Linked DNA regions of Xenopus laevis: region 2 is linked to region 1. A link is a contact called in public Hi-C data. All regions are on one chromosome and are shown on one strand. Each heading gives the region's core, a stretch centred on a gene start, on an enhancer-like site or on the middle of the called end of the contact. The rest is flanking DNA. Distances are from core to core; before and after follow the strand shown. Region 1 has its middle 71 kb from the start of ube2e3.L. Region 2 has its middle 6.0 kb from the start of neurod1.L.

Evidence for each region. A called contact is a pair of places that touch in the nucleus more often than the background predicts.
Region 2: a Hi-C map of animal cap shows a contact between it and region 1, with 8 times the contacts expected there. The contact joins two enhancer-like sites. A contact is called at or near these places in 2 of 4 Hi-C or Micro-C datasets (the XL177 cell line and animal cap).

What each region holds. Positions count from the first base shown.
Region 1 is chr9_10L:80,525,070-80,530,552 of Xenopus_laevis_v10.1, forward strand. No RefSeq gene overlaps it. Among protein-coding and RNA genes, the nearest start is that of ube2e3.L, 71 kb to the left of the region's middle. Within about 2 kb of position 3,037, at least 1 of the 7 cell types and tissues checked has an H3K27ac peak or open chromatin away from gene starts, as enhancers often do.
Region 2 is chr9_10L:80,817,890-80,823,372 of Xenopus_laevis_v10.1, forward strand. No RefSeq gene overlaps it. Among protein-coding and RNA genes, the nearest start is that of neurod1.L, 6.0 kb to the left of the region's middle. Within about 2 kb of position 2,197, at least 1 of the 7 cell types and tissues checked has an H3K27ac peak or open chromatin away from gene starts, as enhancers often do.

The sequences.
Region 1 (5,483 bases), core at 1,787-4,286:
AGAAAGGAGGTGGGGGGCGGGCGATCAGCAGAACTTGCTTAAAGTTACACTGGAAGATAAATCTTCCTCCAGGACCAATGGACAAATTTATGCCAGAGTGTTCTCCAATCGATATACTGTTTGTTCTGGTAACAGAGCCGGCTGATTGTCACTGAAAGGCAGGCTGAACTGGCAATTTCTTACCCTTGCTTGGTTTATACTATTTAGCTCAGTCAGGGTAGGACTGGAGCACTTCGGGCCCACTGGGGCCCCCGTGCACCTGAGCAAAAGCCGGCGAGCATGCACAGCAGGCGCAGCATGTGCATGTGCAATTGGTGGGCGCACTGCGAGGCACATATTTTTGTTTCAGTTCGGGCCAATCGGGGATAGGGTTTCCACCTGCCCGGTATTACAAATTTACCGTCAATGTATTAGCCGGTAAATTTGTAATCCCTATTGTTTCGACCCTTGAAGTGCCTCAGATATGCCACTCTCCCCCGCTCCCCTACTCACCTAATTGAAGGGCTGCAGTCCTTCCTGGCGGAACTCCATGACTCCACCCCCTAAACGTCATTATCCCATCCCCGTAACGTCAAAACCCTGTGCCTGGAATGTCACAACCCAGCCCCTCTCTGGCAGACCTCACCCTCAACGTCACCAGTCGGTAGGGTCAGATCTAAAAGGTGGCGATCCTAACCGGGGAGCCGGTCTGGGCCGGGGCCCACCTAGTTTTACCCTGAGCTCAGTCTCTGTACTGGCAAGTCTCTCTGCTTAATTCCACATATCCCCCTTTCCACTGGACAGAAGCTCATATCTTTATCTCCAATAACCTTACCATCCTGGCTCGTCTCTCATTGGTCACATTTGTATATCAGAAACCACTTGCAGTTTGAAGGATCAGTAATAGAAAAAGACAGGCCTCGAATGTACACGGTATTACAGACAATGTAATACCTAGCCCGAAACACTTTCTAACACACCGGCACAAAAAAAAAGTAAAAAGCAGCAATCAAAGTTAATGATAAGGGAAAGCATAGCACAAGTTTTATAGGGCTTTATCAAGCAGTTACATGCTTCACAAACAGACCCCGAAACACCCACGGAGAACTTCTTATTTGCTTATGAATCCATAAAAACACTCAAGCATTCTTCTGTGACCTTACTGGTGCTATAAAAAGGTAGTTTATATGTGGAGCAGCTGGGATTAGAAGTATGCAAAGGGGGGGAGCGTTTCATGTGCACGCTGAGCTCAGCAACATTACAATATCATTATAAATCTATTGTGATCATGAAATAAAAAGCAAATAAAGATGATGCTTATGGTGGATTTAACTGGGGCAGGCTGCTTATTCTAACACATGTGCAAGTCACTGTTATCAATTCACATATGTTTAAGTAATGATATTCCTAAATTCCAGCCTATTAAATAAGACATAAGGGTATGATTAGAGATGTAGGCCTAGAGCATTGTATTGCTGTAAGATATGTCTTCCATGCTGCAGCTGTAATAACCCCATGCGGGTTCACTCAAAGCAATTACTCTCAGTGACCAATTAGACATTTGCTTTCATAATTCATATTGCTCTAGATCAGTACTTTTCCCATGCAGAGAGACACTTACTACATATTTATGTGCCAGATAATATCCAAATGATTTCATACACAGGAGTCTATGCAGCCCATAAAAAAGGGGGGGGGGATTATAACAAATACTTTGGAGTGCCACAACCCTCAGTCTTACTGTAGATCAATTAAAGCAGCTCTGTGGCTGGTTCTCTGGAATATTGTACTGCTAAATTTGCCCCATGGTTAATGGCGACTATAATTTTATTTGTCAACCATTGTCTCGCTAGCAGGCTGGCAACAACCTCCTTACTGCCTTTCACAGGCATCCTATGAATTGTGATATGATCTTAGTAGGGTCAGCTGAAGGGTCCACATATAGTACTCTCCACTGTAGGGACCAATCACTAGGTGTTCTCATAGCCTATAAATAGAAATATCACATATATATATACACCAATAGAATTAAAGTGGACCTGTCACCTACACATAAAAAAACTGCATAATGAAAGTCCTTTGAAAATTAAATATGAAACCCCAAAAAATTTTTCATTAAAACATCCATGCCTGTTATAAAGGTGTTTAAATATCTAAACTGTCAATCAAATATTACCTGCCCCGCCTCTATGCCCGTGGCATAGAGGAGGGGCAGTCAATTACTTTCACTTTCCATTCAGCACTTCCTACATTTCACTGCTCTCCTTACATTCCCCCTTCCCTCCTCAGGCTCTATAATTGTGTAGGGCACTGCACATGGACATCAGGTCCCCCATTCTGGTGCATACACAAGATTTTAGGGTGATTCACAATTTCCCTTAATAACTGTGTCCACAAAATGGCAGCTGCCTGCTTGCTGTGGCTGTATAATTCCAAGACAGAAGGAAACAAAATGTAAATAATAAATACAGTGTAAGTAAAGTTTATTTTGCTCAACTAACATGATAGAAAAGAATTTGAAATTATTTCTTAGGGTGACAGGTCCCCTTTAACCCCTTTACTAGTATTTAATGTCATCAAGCAAAATCTGAATGGTTTCATGACAGCAATATGACCGATTCTGCACTTATAGGGATTTTTAAGGGAAGGTTTATATTGCCATTACAAATGATGTATATTTAATATGATTTCTGTTTATTTAATTAGTAATTGTTTATGATGTGCTCTAAAGACTGTTCTTATTTCTAAGATGCTGTACCATATTTGTTGCAATTAAATGGTCCTTTTGGAGTGGAATTCTATACAGGTATCTATGATCCAAAAAGCTTGGGACCTGGGGATAAGATATTGTTCTGTAATTTTGCTAAATAACATTTAAACATCAAATACTGTAAGTCCACAAAGATTGTTGCCAGCAACATGGATTCATGCAGTTTAGTTACCATCAAGTTTTAAGGCAATCATTTAAAATGGACCCAATTGGAGATGGGCTTCCGATTCCCCACTACTGTGACGCAGCGCATATGCGCGAACCGTGCTGCGTGGCACTGCAATTTTTTTTTTGTAGGGCTAGGAAATTGGGAGAGGGGGTCTGGTCCGGCAGGGGCCCATGAGGGCAGGGGACGGGCCAGTCCGACCCTGGGCAGACAGAAGAGGTACGTGTCCATGTCCCCCAGCATTGCACCCTAAACACATGCCTCTTTTGCCTACTTCTAGTTCCAGTCCTGCTTGCTAGAATTATTCATCCCCACTTCTTGCCATAAACCTACAAATCTGATATTAATACAATAAAGATGATTTAGGCCAAGATAATCAGGGAGATACGAGCTGCTAATGTAGTTTAGGATAATCAAACTAAAATGTGATTTTATTTTTGCACAGTTAATTCTCTCGCACAACTGGATGGCAAATAAAAACATTTTTTTTTTACATTGCAAAAACTTTTCCTATGTATAGATATATTTGAAAATAAAAAAGACTTTCCTTTGAAAAAGTCTCCATAAATTATTTTCTCCACTCCATTGAACGCTATGGAACAGTTCCACACATGAAATTATGAAAAACTGTACCATCAGTGGCGTAACTAGTTGTTCCTGGGCCCCATAGCAAATTCAATTTAGGGCCCCAAAATATTTATAAGTTGGCCTATTTTACCAAGATATATTAAAATTGCTAATTAATTAGGGTCTCACTGGGCCCCCTAAACTCCTGGGCCCCCCTGCAACCGCAGGGTCTGCTTCCTCTATAGTTACGCCCCTGTGTACCATTAATGTTCTGATTAACTAAACAATAAGATTTCAGTGACACGTGGGTACTATCTAATCATATCATTGGTCTGTATAAGAACCTTTAAATGGCAAGTAACACAATCATTTAAAATAATGTAAAAGTGTTTCCATGTAATAATCACTTAAATTTAATTATTTGCAAATGTGGCACCAATTGCATATTCAACATGACAGTTTTTTTTATCTGAAAATAGCTGCAACTTTTCTAGTAGATGTTTCTGGGGTGGTTCATACTTTTTCTGTATCAGTAGTTTTTTTCCAAAACGTACCTTTGCAAGTCTATGGAAAGGGGGACCCGGATTGAAGCAGGGAATGCTATGACGAGCATATTGTTTGCCCATGCTTTTGTATGGTGAAAGGTCTGCTTGATGATTGACACTAGCCTTCTGGCAAAGATAAAAGGGACTAATTCAGAAAAAGAAGGGGAAATGCTCTTATCTGACTACTTGGCCAAAAATCAGCCAGTAGTACAAGAACACAATGTTGTAGACATTATCCAATTGGGTCTTCTTAGATCAACAAAATAATCTGATCACCCAATAGGGTGTCCTGTCTGGACTGTGTGAAAGCCCAGGTGCAAAACCTTTGTTCCAACAGCTGCAAGTAGGGAAGATCAAGCCTGTGGAACTAATTCTGTGGTTTTGGCAATCTCTGTCTTATAGCGGGGGAGGACTAAGCCCTCAGAAACCAATGCCCAGGTCAGGAGATACTTATACCAAGAAATGCTACCATGCAGGGAGGTGCCAACCTTTGAAAAATATGACTGGGGTAAATAGTTAGGGACCACCATATGGGGTTTACCTTGACATGGTATAGTTTCTTACCAAGTTTTCTGATCATAACTTAATAACTAAAACCCCATGTTTTTGTAAATACATGCACTTGCATAGATACTAGATTACTTATGAAATAGGGGACCAGGGAAAGTGCATTGGTCAATCTTCAATCACAGAGGTGTGATTAAAACATCTTCCTAACGCAATCCTCCTAACGCGTTTCGTGTGAACACACACATACTCATAGGCAGCTGCACCCGGACCCACTCATTGATAGGGTGAGCGTTGCATGATTTATGCATGTATATCTTAAAGGGCTTGGAATGAAGCACCCCACACACTCCCTTTAAATGGCAGTCTTATACCTTTAAAGATTGCTGTTGGTCTGGGCTCTCTAGTCTTTCTCTAAGACTGTAACCAATTCTAAGGTCTGGAGAAACTTATCCCAAGAAATGCTATCATGTACAGAGGTGCCAGCCTTTGGATACTATGAGTGGAGGTAAACAGTTAGGGGCCACCATATGGGGTGGCCAGATCAGAAGCACTTCCATTGTATTTATATATTTTTACTTAGCCGTGGAGTGCTCCCATAGCCCTCCTTTTTTTGCATCTGTGCCACTAATTATGTCAGTGTCCCCAGTGAAAGAGAGCACTCTGGTACACTCAGCTGCAGCAGTCTCAATCCCAGGCACAGAAAAATGATTTATCTTTTGAGAAACCAGTACTGCTCTGGCTGGCACTGAAGGAAGCCCATGGGAACCTGATATACCCAAAGAGATTCAAACTGTATTCACTTTCCACACCGGTTCCTTCTTTGCCAGCTAGAGTTAGGTAACACTGGGGTAGGCGGTGATCTGCAGTGGGAGATGCTAGTTTGCAATGCCTGAGAAAATAAAAAAAGGGGCCAGCACCTTCTTATTTGCATTTTATATAATGTGCT
Region 2 (5,483 bases), core at 947-3,446, 290 kb after region 1:
GAAGATTACAGTTCACTGCAGTATAGTAATATTCTAGTCCCCAGGTTATCTCCTTATGATGAATGCATTCCCTTTTAACGAATTAGTGTAAAGGCTGCATTATTAATGCTATTATTATTATTATTATTATTATTATTATTATTATTATTATTAATAATAATAATAACCACCTATCATCTTTCAAATGACACTGCCTTCGGAAACAAAGTATTGAGTGTGTTACAGAAGATTCAATATGATCCCCAGCAGCCATGTTCCTATGATAGAAACTCAGAGAGAGCTGATCATGTACAACTGATAGCATTCACACATGTAGCAGACATCGGTCCATTTCCCAGAAAACTGCTCACAAGGGAGCTGCTAGAGCGATGGGACAGATGGACGAGGCAGGTAGTGGATATTGAGCGAGAGGCAGGAGGGATGATATGAAAGTGACTCTTAGCAACACCAGGTCTGGGGCAAAGGCTACTGCAGCCTGGCTTTAAGTCCTTTAACCTGTTCGCTTCTGGCCGGCTGTTTTAGGCATGGATAGTGAAGTTAGTTTTAAAAAAATCGTACGAGTAATTGAATTAAAACAGTCAATGTGGTTTTATATCTGGCTATTAGCTGGTTTAATAATAAATAGATTCTTATAAAGAATTTCCTCCAAGCACAGGTTCATCCAGTCAAGTTATCTGTACAATAAAATCTAGCTATATCTTCAACATGACCTAAATAAGGTTTTCTCTATAAACCACCTGTAGAAAGTTAGATGTGGCAGCACAAGCATACACAAACAAAAATAAAGGTGGATGGATAGTACCAAGACATAAACTTCCAGTGATGTGTCAGGTTTGTTGTGAAATGCATAGAGTCAGTTGCGTTCTGGTTAGGGAAATAGCAGGTTCAATCCGAGCTGAGCTTCACTGCAATTGCTTATTTTGGGCAGTGATGCTGTGAGTTCTTTAGGCTTTTTTCCTGGTGTCTGAGGACGCTGTAAGTTGGTTTATCTCTGGTTGGAGGGATAGGATCCTAAACTCATTCTAAAGCTGCGCTTCTCAAATTAATACATATGGGCTGTGAGTGCATTGAGCTTGCCCTCTCCATGACAGGGCTATGCCATTCTATAGTGAATGGGAGCTCCCCCCTGCCCTCCTTCCCCCTTACCCAATGAGGCCCCTGTCACCCTCTCCATCCTGACTGCTGGCCAGAGAGAGGCACGCGAGCCGCACACGCACTAAACAAAAGCCTCTTTTCTGGCTGGGTGAACAACTCCAGGGGGCACACACACAACTCACACACTGAAGTATTAAGCCCAACCGACCCAGCACATCCACAATCCTTTCTAAACCAAAAGCCCCCCCTCCCCAAATCCCAACTGACTACTGGAGGCAACCTGCCATTTATTTATCCCTAGAGTCCAGATGATTATGGAAGCCCCAGTCATTTATTCATCCATATAAAAGTCCTGTAGGCTAACATGGGGCTGCAGCCCTGTCTCCTTCTCTAATCCTGAGGCAAAGCTACATCGCTGGACAATGGGGAAGGGACTAATTAAGTATAATCCACGTGAACTCCTTTGCTAGCCTGGACGTTTAATTGCTTTCTTCTATAGGCTCAATTAAAGCACATCTATTTTAACCTATTTAAAGTCCAATCATATCAAATGGCTAGAATGGTGATACCCCAAGTGGAATTCAATAGTGAAGCCCAAACTCCCTTATATTCAGCAATACTGTATTCTATCACCCCATGGACATGCACTGGAATATCTTGGAGAAATGTCTAATCATATAATACGGTGTGAGTTTGTATCTACTGGGATTAACTAACTAATTCTGATTGGACACAATACACTGATGTCCCATTCAGAATCACTAGCACCATGTATTAAATCAGCCCATAAATAATCTGCATCGTCCGTTATTAAAACGTACAGGGCGGGGAGAGTCCATGGAAATCTCCAGGGCATGTGGCATTATCTTAATTAATTTAATTGATTGACATTGCACCTGCTGAACTAAAATAGATTTCCCCCCATATAAAACTATAACGCTGGGCTTTTTTTTTTTTTTGGCGGGGTAAATGATTTACTTTTACAAGCACGTCTGCTCCGCTGGGCGCTAAATGTTGTTAAAACCAATAAATACAAGAGGCAAATTGGTAAATACGAGGAACCAGAGAGCAGTGCAGTCATAAAACACTCACAGGCTGAGACAACCAATCAATAAGGAGGAGGAAGCGGCCGCGAGAGGCGCTAATACGCGAATAGACTGAAGCGTGTCCGGCTCATGTGCTTCACTTTGTATATGAGGTGCTTCCATTATATCACTGATTTATTGGGCTTGGTTATATCTGTACCCTCTCTCTCCATGGTATTTCTATTATCCAGAATAAAACGAATTCACCTGATCATACTGTGAGGTTGCTACATAGTATAAAGAGAAGATTTACTTATAAACAGGGGGTACTTTGCAGCAAAATATACTTTATTATAATTATTCTTATGGCCCTGCATCATTGAGTGAATATATCAGCTGCCATACTGCTGCCTCTGTCAATATCACTCCTACATGCTAATGAATCAGAGCCCCCTAATGGCCTTGTTATCTGGAAGGAAAGCAGTGTGCTTTTTTGTTTTGCATGATAGTAAATCCACAACTGGCATGGCCATTATGCTCAGGTATAGGGCACTGTAACTAATATCAAGTTACTATCAGACTTTCTAAGAGATCTGAGTGGCCAATATTATCCTTGCCCAACTGGAATTCTCAACTGTGCCAAATTATAGCTTCCTGATACTTATTTACATATGTCAATTGGCCCCATACTTTGACCAAGAATCTGCCAAAAAGTCGCCAGTCATGATCCACCCTCATTTGGCCACTTTAAGTAATCTATACAATGTCCCTTTAAATGGGATGTCCACTCAAATATGGAAATTTACAAAGTGAAGTAAAATGTAAGTCTCAGCAGCTTTCCACTTTATTTTTCTTACAGTGATTTTTGTATGATTTAATGCCGAATCACTATGTGCCTTTGCTATTCCCTGCACTTTTGGTTCACATGTACCATTGAAACCGCAGTTCCAGTAGTCCTTATCCAGCCAAAATGTCTCTTAAACAACAGGAAAACTGATTTATAAATTTACATAGGCTTAAAATCTACAGCCATCACTCCATGAGTGCCACCTGAGGCTAGGTTCTCACCCGTGCAATTGTGGACCCCTGCCTCCCTCTATGCTTTGAGAACCCCCATGAAACCCCAAGATAACAGCTCCCTGGAAGATCTAAGAACAGCACTCAATAGTAAAATCCAAGTCCCACTGAGACTGATTCAGTTACATTTAGTACAGTAGGAGAAATAACAGCCTGCCAGAAAGTAGTTCCATCCTAAAGTGCAGGCACAAGTCAGATGACCAGGGGCAGCTGGAAAACTGGCAAAATGTCTAGCCCCATGTCAGATTTCAAAATTGAATATAAAAAAATCAGTTTGTTCTTTTGAGAAATGGATTTCAGTGCATAATTCACTATTAATAGCACTATTAACTGATGTGTTTTGGAAAAAACATGTTTTTCCATGATAGTATCCCTTTAAACTGTTATTGCATTGCAAATTCTAATTACACACTCTTGAGAAGTTTTTGAAGGTGTCGTTATCCTTTGGAGCAAATGTAACGACTTTTTCAGGAAGAAGTTTTATTACATTTACTGTGCTTTGGCGCAAACTATAAAGTTCACAAACGGTCTTTCACTGTAGGAATCAGTTGATAAACAGTTTCCGGGTTAGCAAAAGCTATATTAAATTTGCACAAAGGAAAATCTGTTCATGCAAAGGCATAACTTTTCTCATTGCGAATAGTTTTTCCGTTTTTACATTCCCCCGTCTAACTCCAGTATTGTATGTATATTGAATGTTTATGTATCCAGCCCTGATTTTTTGATGAGACCACAAGACTGGTACCTTTAAAAAAGCTATGTATAATATAACCAGTGTATATTGCTTTGTAATAAAGCCCATGCAGCCACACAGACTTCCTGTAAGTGTGTTATCTGGACTAATGTACTTAACTCAGATTGCACACATACACATAGAGCAGTTTCTAATTACCCGTATTCATGGCCTCAACATGGTGCAGGGTAGATAGAGGCTCGAGATGAGTCCACATTGCCTGCTGCAAGTCGTGTTTATTCAGTCATCCTGCCTAACATATGTTCCTAGCTCAATCTGAGAGACAGAGTTACAGACTTCCCAGTGTAACCGTGAGCTGGGGAACAGTGAAGTAGCTATTTCCTCTGAGCGGGTCTGAAAGACTGACAATTCATGCTTGGGAAATTATGTTTATATAACTTATAAAGATTTATCTGGACTGTTGCTTATTGCCAGGCCGATCAGCTGAAGTGTTGCATATGTTACAGTGTCTGAAGGGTAAATCTGTGTATGAGATATACAACTGTAATTATAAATATACTTACATTTCTTGCAAACAAATTGATCCCCTGGCCTAATAGAACTAAGCGGCAGCAAGCACAGGTACAGTATAAATCACACAAGGGATTTTGCTAGTTCAGCACCACAGAAGGGACAGCGCACAGACTGGGCAGCATCACTTCTCTTCCTCTTTTTGCACTTGCAGCCCTGTGCACAATCATCATCTTCATCATTAGCTATTTATATTGCACCAGCAAGTTGCACAGCACTTTCCAATACGTTATAATGAACAGTAATTGAGCAAATAAGTGTTATAGAATAAAAATAGGACCAGAGCAAAAAGCAAAAAGATTTCCAGGTCATTTTAATTGTCCAGCTTTTGTAAATCAATGTAACCCCTTTTACCGTCCTGAACTAAAATAAATCACAAATATTTAGGTGTTGCCTATTGTCACTGGGATGCAATTGCTTTCAGGTGAAACACTCAGGCCCAGGTTTACTAATCAGCAGTAAAATAAAAATCTCCTATTGACAATGACTACCAACTGTACATTGTGCTGTTAATATCACATGCTAGTAAAAGTACAGAAAAATGAGACCAAGCTCTGAGTGCAAGCTTATATGTGCGTGTGCCTCTGTGGAATGGTGGATGACTATTATTATTATTAATACTACTAATAATAATTAGGGATGCACCGAATCCAGGATTCGGTTCGGTATTCTGGCAGGATCTAGCCATTTTCAGCAGGATTCGGATTCGGCCGAATCCTTATGCCTGGCTGAACCAAATCCGAATCCTTAAAATCATGTGACTTTTCGTCACAAAACAAGGAAGTAAAAAATGTTTTTGCCACACACTAATTTTTCCCTCCCCCTCACTGATTTGCATATGCAAATTAGGGTTTGGATTCAGTTCGGTATTCGGCCGAATATTTCACAAAGGATTCGGGGGTTCGGCCGAATTCGGATTCGGTGCATCCCTAATAATAATAGTTACTAAAAATGTTTTTTATATATTTTACCCATATTGCATTATTTCTCTCCCAATAAATTGCAGGTATCTATCATTTATA